Regions from separate parts of the Sus scrofa genome. Here region 2 is linked to region 1. A link is a contact called in public Hi-C data. All regions are on one chromosome and are shown on one strand. The core of a region is the stretch at or near the end of the contact, and the rest is flanking DNA. Distances in the headings are between cores, read along the strand shown.

Evidence for each region. Hi-C and Micro-C count contacts between places; a contact is called where the count stands out from the background.
Region 2: a contact with region 1 is called in a Hi-C map of embryonic fibroblasts, with 1.9 times the contacts expected there. A contact is called at or near these places in 1 of 47 Hi-C or Micro-C datasets (embryonic fibroblasts) and 1 of 2 datasets of targeted methods (alveolar macrophages).

Annotation. Positions count from the first base shown.
Region 1 is chr3:33,617,774-33,621,825 of Sscrofa11.1, reverse strand. No RefSeq gene overlaps it. Among named protein-coding and RNA genes, the nearest start is that of C3H16orf72, 36 kb to the left of the region's middle.
Region 2 is chr3:33,789,857-33,793,908 of Sscrofa11.1, reverse strand. USP7 (ubiquitin specific peptidase 7) reads right to left here. Exons shown (of 31, transcript NM_001135680.1): 6 at 2,923-3,031; 7 at 1,966-2,096; 8 at 1,141-1,195; 9 at 95-175. Among named protein-coding and RNA genes, the nearest start is that of USP7, 38 kb to the right of the region's middle.

The DNA of each region.
Region 1 (4,052 bases), core at 531-3,030:
TGGGTGCACATGAAAAAGAATTGCTACGCATGTACTTGAATATATGTGTTCTCGAGAAACTATATAAAAGGTCACAAGCGCTTTCAACTGCATTTTTGTTTTCAGTTAAAATAGGTTAGAGCTCTTCCCTCACCCGCCCCTACAGATGTGGACCTTGTGTTAGTCATGAATATTGCAACGAAAAGCTCCTCGTAGGCAGGTCCGCCAGCTGCACTTTCCGGATGAGGAAGAGTGAGACTTGGGTGGCCGCTGCCCGGCGCGTGTGCGGGGCGCCTGGAACCTCGTGGCCAGTCACCCACTCACCCACCCAGGCCTCGGTTTCCCGCTGGTGAGGGGCTTGTTGGTGAGGGCGGGATGAGGCGGTGCCGCACGGGAAGGGGCCCTGGCTTCCAGTGAGCACCAAGCGCCTCATCCCGGCTGCTGCGAGGCCGCAGGGCCGCCGAGGCCCCCAGGCCAGAGGGGGCGCTCTGGGGAGGAGGGGTCGGCGAGGGACCACCACGGAGGGAAGGGGTGGGCTGTGCCCAGCGGCGCCGCCTGGGACCCGACGTGCGGGAGACGGAGCTGCGCAGTGAACCCCGCTTTAAACCCGCTCGCTAGGCCCCGCGCAGCGGGCGCGCCTCCAGCTCAGGAAGCCCGAGCGCCGACAGGGTAGGCGGCCAGCGCGTCCCCGCTGGGGCTTGTTTCCTCCTCACAGGGGCTTACGCCGCCGGGGGTGGGGGCCTCAAGGCTCAGGGGGGTCGTTTCCAGGCTCTGGGCCGCGAGCCGGCTCTGTCCCAGGCTAGGGAGGACCAGGGCCCGAGGCCGCAGTGCTGTCACCCGCGCTGGCGTTCTCCGAAGGTGGCGGCCTGGGCGTCCCCTTCCTGGGCATGACCTAGCAGGTCGTACCGGGCGGGGTGTGGGGGTGGTCACCGCACTGGACCCTTCCCCAGAGGCCCATCCTTATGAGCTTTTGCTCCAGGTCTTAGGGGTGCTGGATTTTGATTTCCTCCCTTTGACCCATTGGTGGCGAAGGCCGCCCCTTTATTCTTCCTGGTTTGTGTTCACTCAGCTCAGCGGCCCTTCCCCACCATCCTCTCAAGCCCTTGTTCTCATCCGGTGGTCATTTCATTTACTGGTTTACTTTTGAGCTGCGTCTGCCTTTCCTGGACTGTGTCGTGGGCCCTTTACCTGTCACTGTGCCTGCCACCGAGCAGACATCCGGGAGGAAATACTTGTTGATAGGATGAGGGGATCCCCATTTGACAGATAAGACAGAGGCACCAGAAGCTTCAGGTGGTGCCTCAGCCAGGATCTGAACCCACATCTGTCTGCTTCCGCCCTGTGTAGAAGGCGCCTGAGCATTCCACGTCCAGGTGGATCAAATTCACTAGGATTGGGACCATGGGCAGATTACCTTAACTGGAGCCTCAGTGTCCTCTTGCAGAGTGGGGATGGCCTGGGTTAACTACCGCCCAGGAATATGAGCGTGTAGATTACCTGACGCTTTCATTTTGGGGGCCTGGATGGGGACTGAAAGATCCCTGTGTGATCTGGTCAACTTGGATGAACTTGGATTGAGTTTGAGAACGTCTCTCAGTTGCATACTATTAGTGACGCAAGCAGATACTGGTGTTCCTTCACCCAAGAGCCATGCACCTGGCAAAGGCCTGACCCTCCCAAAGGCCTGACCCCTGTAGGGACCCAGCATTGGCCTTGAGCCTGTCCCTTAGGCTGGGAGTCCCACATTCTCCGGTGGCGACTCACTTCCTGTTTCGGCCTGGAATTTGGATGACAGAGAAACAGCACTGTGTCAGCTCCATGGAAAAGGCTGGGTCTGCCCACCAGAGCCTTAAAGGGACAGCCCTTCTAGGGCAGGGCTTGTCCTGGGGATTCCTGGTGGTGAGTGGGGTGCTGATGCATGGGGCCAGAGATCGGGAGTCAGGATTTGAGAGCCCGGGGGCGGTGGGGGGGGGGTGTCTGCTGCCAGATCCCATGGGCCTCTTTTCCTCTAAAGACTCTCTTCCACCCTCTTCCACCTCCCAGTGCCCAATCCAGTTGTTGGGCCATTGTGGAAGGACCTGCTCTGCCAGGACTTCACTCCTTAATCCTGTTGAGCTCGGTGCTTGGTCTGGGCCTCTGCTATTAAACTGGGTAACGGTACCCTACGCTGACTGTGAAAATTCCATGAAGTCCTGTTCGTCCAAGGTGGTACACTCAGATGCTGATGGGGTCAGATCCATGAGTGAAGCTGTCATGCCTGTGACGAAGGTGAATTGCAGGGTGCACAGCTGCTTAAGGAAGCTTTAGTTCAACACATGCTGGTGGCCCAATTAAGCACCTTCTGTAGGTCAGGGCTCCTGGGACGATGGGTGGATGCCTTTCCAAGCTCCTTTAAGAACGGCTATTCAGCTTTCTGGGGCTCATCTTGCCCACCTTTAAAATGGGTCCTCAGTTCCCGTCATGGCTCAGTGGAAACAAATCTGACCGGCATCACAAGGACGAAGGTTCGATCCCTTGCCTCGCTCAGTGGGTCATGGATCCGGCATTGCCATGAGCTGTGGTGCAGGTGGCAGACGCGGCTCAGATCTGATGTTGCTGTGGCTGTGGTGTAGACCAGCAGCTACAGCTCCGATTTAACACCCTAGCCTGGGCACCTCCATATGCCGTGGGTGCGGCCCTAAAAAGCAATAAATAAATAAGTAAATAAAATGGGCCCTCTCACCAGTCCTGGATTTGGGGTCTGGCTTGAGACACTCGGGACTCTGTGACCTGTGATGTGCAGTTACTTATTCTCAGGGTTTGGCTCCTGCTCTCTGACCCCCCAACTCCCTCCCATTCCCAGACTGTACCACCCCGGTTCTGGTGGTGCCTTAGGGCTGCCCTCCAGGGCTTTGTCTCAGAAGCCCTTCCTAGGCCCCAGCTATGGCTGTCATCCTTCTGTTAGCTTTCGGCAGGAGACATGGCTGTGGGCAGAGCAGGCTTGGGCTTCTCTGAGTGCAGCAGGGTGGGCCAAAACAAACAGGAAGTCCACCAGTCCTGCAGGAATTTGTGTTATGGCCACAGGGAGATGAAGGGCTAGTCATACTGATAACCCCATTTCTCTTGGGTGTTTTACATGCATATCCCATGGCAAGGTTGCTGCAACCCCTAAGGCATGTGTCTGTGTCTGTGTTGCCATGGGAGAAGCTGCTGCTCAGAAAGGTTGAGTGACTTGTCTGAGGATACCCAGCTGGGACTCAAATTTGGAATTTTCTCTCTCTCAAGTCTAGACTCTCTCCTCCTGTGTTACTTTCTTTACCTGGTCAAGATACAATCCATGTTTTCATGGAGTTTGTAGGGAGTTCCCGATGTGGCTTAGAGGGTTTAGAACCCGACATGGTGTTGATGAGGATGATGTGGGTTCGATCCCTGGCCTCTCTGAAATGTGGCTCCAGTTCTGGTGTTGCTGTGGCTGTGGTGTAGACCAGCAGCTGCAGCTCTGATTCACCCTTAGCCCAGGGACTTCCGTATGCCACAGGTGTGGCCATAAAAAGAAAAACAAAAATCATGAGTTCCCGTCGTGGCTCAGTGGTTAACAAATCCGACTAGGAACCATGAGGTTGCGGGTTCGATCCCTGGCCTTGCTCAGTGGGTTAAGGATCTGGTGTTGCTGTGAGCTGTGGTGTAGGTCGCAGACGCGGCACCAATCCCACGTGTTGCTGTGTCTCTGGCGTAGGCTGGTGGCTACAGCACCCATACTTAGCTATGCCATGGGTGTGGCCCTAAAAGGACAAAAAAAGACAAAAAAAAAAAAAATCCATGGAACTTGTAATACAGTGGGGAGTTGTCATTCAGGATCATTTTGCATGTTTACTTTTGCTTTTTATTCACTCCAGTTAAATGGTGGTATTTCGTGGCCTCAGTATAAAGAGAGATAATAGCTTCTTTTCTACTCAATCATGCCTTTTCTTTAGTATAAAAATGGAATTTTTTAATTAAAATGCCTGGCACACTAAAGAAGTAGAACAACACAGCAGGGCTAAAAAAACACATAATGCTGATATACATTCTCTGGACACAGGCTGCCTGGATTG
Region 2 (4,052 bases), core at 924-3,423, 170 kb before region 1:
AGTAAGCAAAGTAAGATGGCTTAAACACTGACGGTCAAAATGATGGCGTTTTAAGAACCTTTCAAATCATTCTTTAAAACTGGTAAACACATACCACCATCTTGCCTCTGAATAATTTAGGTATGGTGCCTTCTACACACGTGCCTTTCATCTTATTTTCCACATTATCAAGCAACTGGAAGAGAAAGTTTCCGCTTTCAGAAAATATTACACTTAACATACAGTAATTTGAAATGCAACTGGGAAATTTCAATGGTCAAAAGAAATTCTAGGCTATAAATATTAAGACCTTTAGCATGCAATTATCAAAAACATACAAAATCTTCTTCCTTGGTTGGATATTTACAAAAATATCTACATGCAACAGTTGAAATTAACCCTCTATAACAGCCTTTGGAATGAATTAGTAATCTGTAGTGCCTTTAGAAGCATTTTTTATATTCATTTTACCTCTGTGGAAAAGCATGTAAATTGAGCACTAAACTTAACTCGTATTGGTCCACACCAAGAGATTAATGAGGTTGAGCCTGTCAACAGGATTGACTGGTTTGTCCATGGATATTTAATGAACTGGATTCAATCCAGCTAGTGCTGCAAAAAAGAAAACACACCTTGCCCAGCCAATCACCTTGAATAGCCATTTCATGTTGTGTGTGTGTGTGTGTGTTTTCATCACAACTGGAAGGATGGGAATTGGCCAGTGGTTTGGGGGATGGACCACCCACACAGAGGTCTGCCTCAGTCAGAACTTCTGGGCAAAGGAGGGGGTCTGGATGCTACAGAGTAAGACGAGAAGTCACCGTTCCAAAGTGAAGCAGGAGAACCAGGACAGCTACTTAAGCCAATCAGCCTGTTGTTTCTTTGGTGAGTAACTGGTAGATTATACCAACTTCACAAATCCAAAGCATACTACCTATGACTACTCCCGTCATACTCCCCTGTCAAGTAACAGCCTTTCTGGCTTTTAAACTAGATACACGCTGCCTTTTCTTTCTAGCCTACTTCCAGTCCTGAAGAAAGATGGGCACAATTTGAATTATAGTGATGTGAAGTAGGCCTGAGGTTTGACTTGGTAACAACTTCTGACCGTGCTTCAAGATATGAAATGTACGCAGTGCACAATTACAGCAGAAAACTCACCACTCGACACAGCTCCTGAACGTCATGTTGCATGAAGCTATCTAAAGTTTCCCACCTTGGAAAGACAAAACAAATTCATCTTTAAACTTCCATGAAGAGTAAATTAACAAACTGGGAATAAAAAACAAAACCATATAATCAGTCATTATGGAAAAACATTTATTTATTTATTTTGGGGGCCACACCGGTAGCATGTGGACTCCCAGGCCGGGGATGAGTATGAACTGCAGCTGTGACCTACGCTGTAGCTGAACTGATACCGCTGAGCACAGCAGCATCTCCTCCTTGAAGTCATTTTTTGAGAAGAGTATTTGGGGGGGGGTAGAATTCAAACACAAATCAAATTTTATCAGGACCCTTCACAAATTTTTTGCTTTTTAGGGCCACACCTGCAACATACGAAAGTTCCCAGGCTAGGGGATGAATCAGAGCTACAGCTGCTGGCCTACACCACAGCTCATAGCCAGGCCGGAACCTTAACCCACTGGGAGGTCAGGGATCAAACCCGAATCCTCGTGGATACTAGCTGGGTTTGTAACCTGCTGAACCACAACAGGAACTCCCATCTTTCCCGAACATCTCACTGCGAGAGGAGGAGGTCAAGTTTGCACACAAATGTACAGAAGTTTGGCAACGGTATGCATCCTGTTCTCGACAGGAAAACTTAAGTGGTGAATTCTTTCTCAAGCAAAATTCCAAAAGCTTCCATTGCCAAGGAGGTCCAAGAGTACACTGATAATTAAGTGCCCGTGCTCTGCTCTCAGCTCTCCCCGTCCATGAACTCGTCCTTCAGGCAGTAGAAGGCAAAGGTCTCCCAACACGTACCCAAAAGACTTGGTCAGCTTCTTTGTTCCTACGGGCTTATCGCTGTGCTGTAATTCATAGAAGACTCTTTGTAATGCTAAAGGGACGCTTTTGGAAGAATCGTCGCCCTCTGTTGGCATCATGTACACAGCCTAGAAGAATTGATTCAGACATAAAAATGGAATTTTATGTGAAAGTATCATTTCCAACACCACAATGACTAAGGTTGCTGGGTAAGGCTTTTAACTATCCCCCAAAAGGGTCAGAAGGTTGTTTAAACAATCAGGAGTCTTTAGAGACAATCTGGTAGTTACAGGAAAGTCAAAATAAATAACTTAGAGCTCAGCATCCAATGAGAACCACTTCTATCTCATACTTCCTAGAGCAGTATTTTCTAAGTGAATGTGACTCGTGAACAGGAGGTGATGCAACTTAAGTGCTACTGATGTGACCCACGCTCTGCTATCCCTGTGATATAATGTTATCGGGGCGGTCACCGCTCCCTGGAACAGCGCAGAGGAAAAGCCAGTGCTGTGGTTCCCCCGCCGCATGCACCAGGAGCGTGTGCTGGCTGCATGGTTGCACTGCCCGATGACAGCCCTGCCGTACAGACAACCCTCCTCGAGATTCAAGTTCTAGTCTGATTAAAGAACACATCTATAGTAACTGAAAAACCACACTTCCCAGCTAGTAGTTTTTTTCAACAAATCAATTTGATAAGAAACTTTTCAAATATTGCTGCTAATGACTTCTGTATTTTAAAAAAGCTCTATTGATTACTTTCAACCGAATAAAGCTTCACTAAGTGTCCACACACCGAGGAACAAAACTACACAAAGCATAAAGCAGAGCCCTCCGTGGAGACAGCCCTGTGTACCGGGAGGAGAGTCCGGCGAGGAGGGGGCTTTGCCTGCCCCTTAGTACTCGAAGAGAGAGGGGTGGGTGGAAGGTTGAGGGAGAGAAATACCATCCATTTACCTTTCGTAGTTGGTTTGTGAAAAATAAAGTCTGCAGCAGGCTGTTCATGTAACAAGTCGCTCCCTGATTCTTTAAACCGACATAGCCCGTGTGCTTCTTTGAATCCCACCTACAAGATCAGTTTGAGGTTGAGGGAAAACTGCACAGGACACCTCCTTGCTTCTGCAACGTGATTGGGGGCCGGCCTTGGGCTGCTCTGCTGCCACCTCCTTCCCACCATCCTGACACGGGAATAACTTCGTCGCCAGGCCAGCAGCTCTAATCACTCGGTCACCTGTTCTGTCCACTCCAGTACATGAACCAGTGCAAACTCACCTCAACGGCCTGCTGACTGCAGCACGGCTGTCAGGGACCAAGAGCAGGACTCACACATGCTTCTAGCAGAGTCCCAGTGCGCTTCTGCCACATACACGTGACATCACGTGTGTAGGTAGCACAAGACAGGGACACGGGCATGCGTACTGGCAAGTTGAGACCTCTCAACTTCTACAGCTATTCTAAGTCTTTATACTGGTGGTTGGTTAGGAGAGAGGTAGGTGTTCTCAGTCTGTAACCCTCACCCTCTGCAGTAACAGGAACCTAAGGAGATGCCACCGGACAGCAGAAAAGCCTCCCCAGCCAGTGCCATGTCCCTCTGTATACGACGTGAACACGTGACCAGCGTTAGGAGGTATTACTGCCTCAGAGTCAGCGGGACTCTGATCCAGGGGTTTGTCCACGGCCTTGCAAACAGGCTCAAGGTTACCAAATGGCCCTGGTTAAAATGCATGGGTATACATGATAAAAACTGGCCTCCAAATGCAAGAATCTTAAATTACAGGTCGCTATTTTAAAAACCGTAATCATAAATTCTGAATACCTTGTCACAAGTGAGACTGAACCAAGGTATGATCTAAGCGGTTAAGTCTGAAAAACCCAATCTACTTTTTTTTAGTCAGGAGACATACCATAAGCCTAAGGGAACGTTTTAAAAATAAAGGGGAGAAAAATCCTCCAAAAAATTTAATTAGAAATACCATGGTTTTAGCCCTGATATGCAAATTCAAGTATTTATTTCCAAAAGGTTCCTCCTCTGCTACCGGCCAAATTAATACAAAAACGAATAAATCTTATTTTAAAAGTTCCCAGTG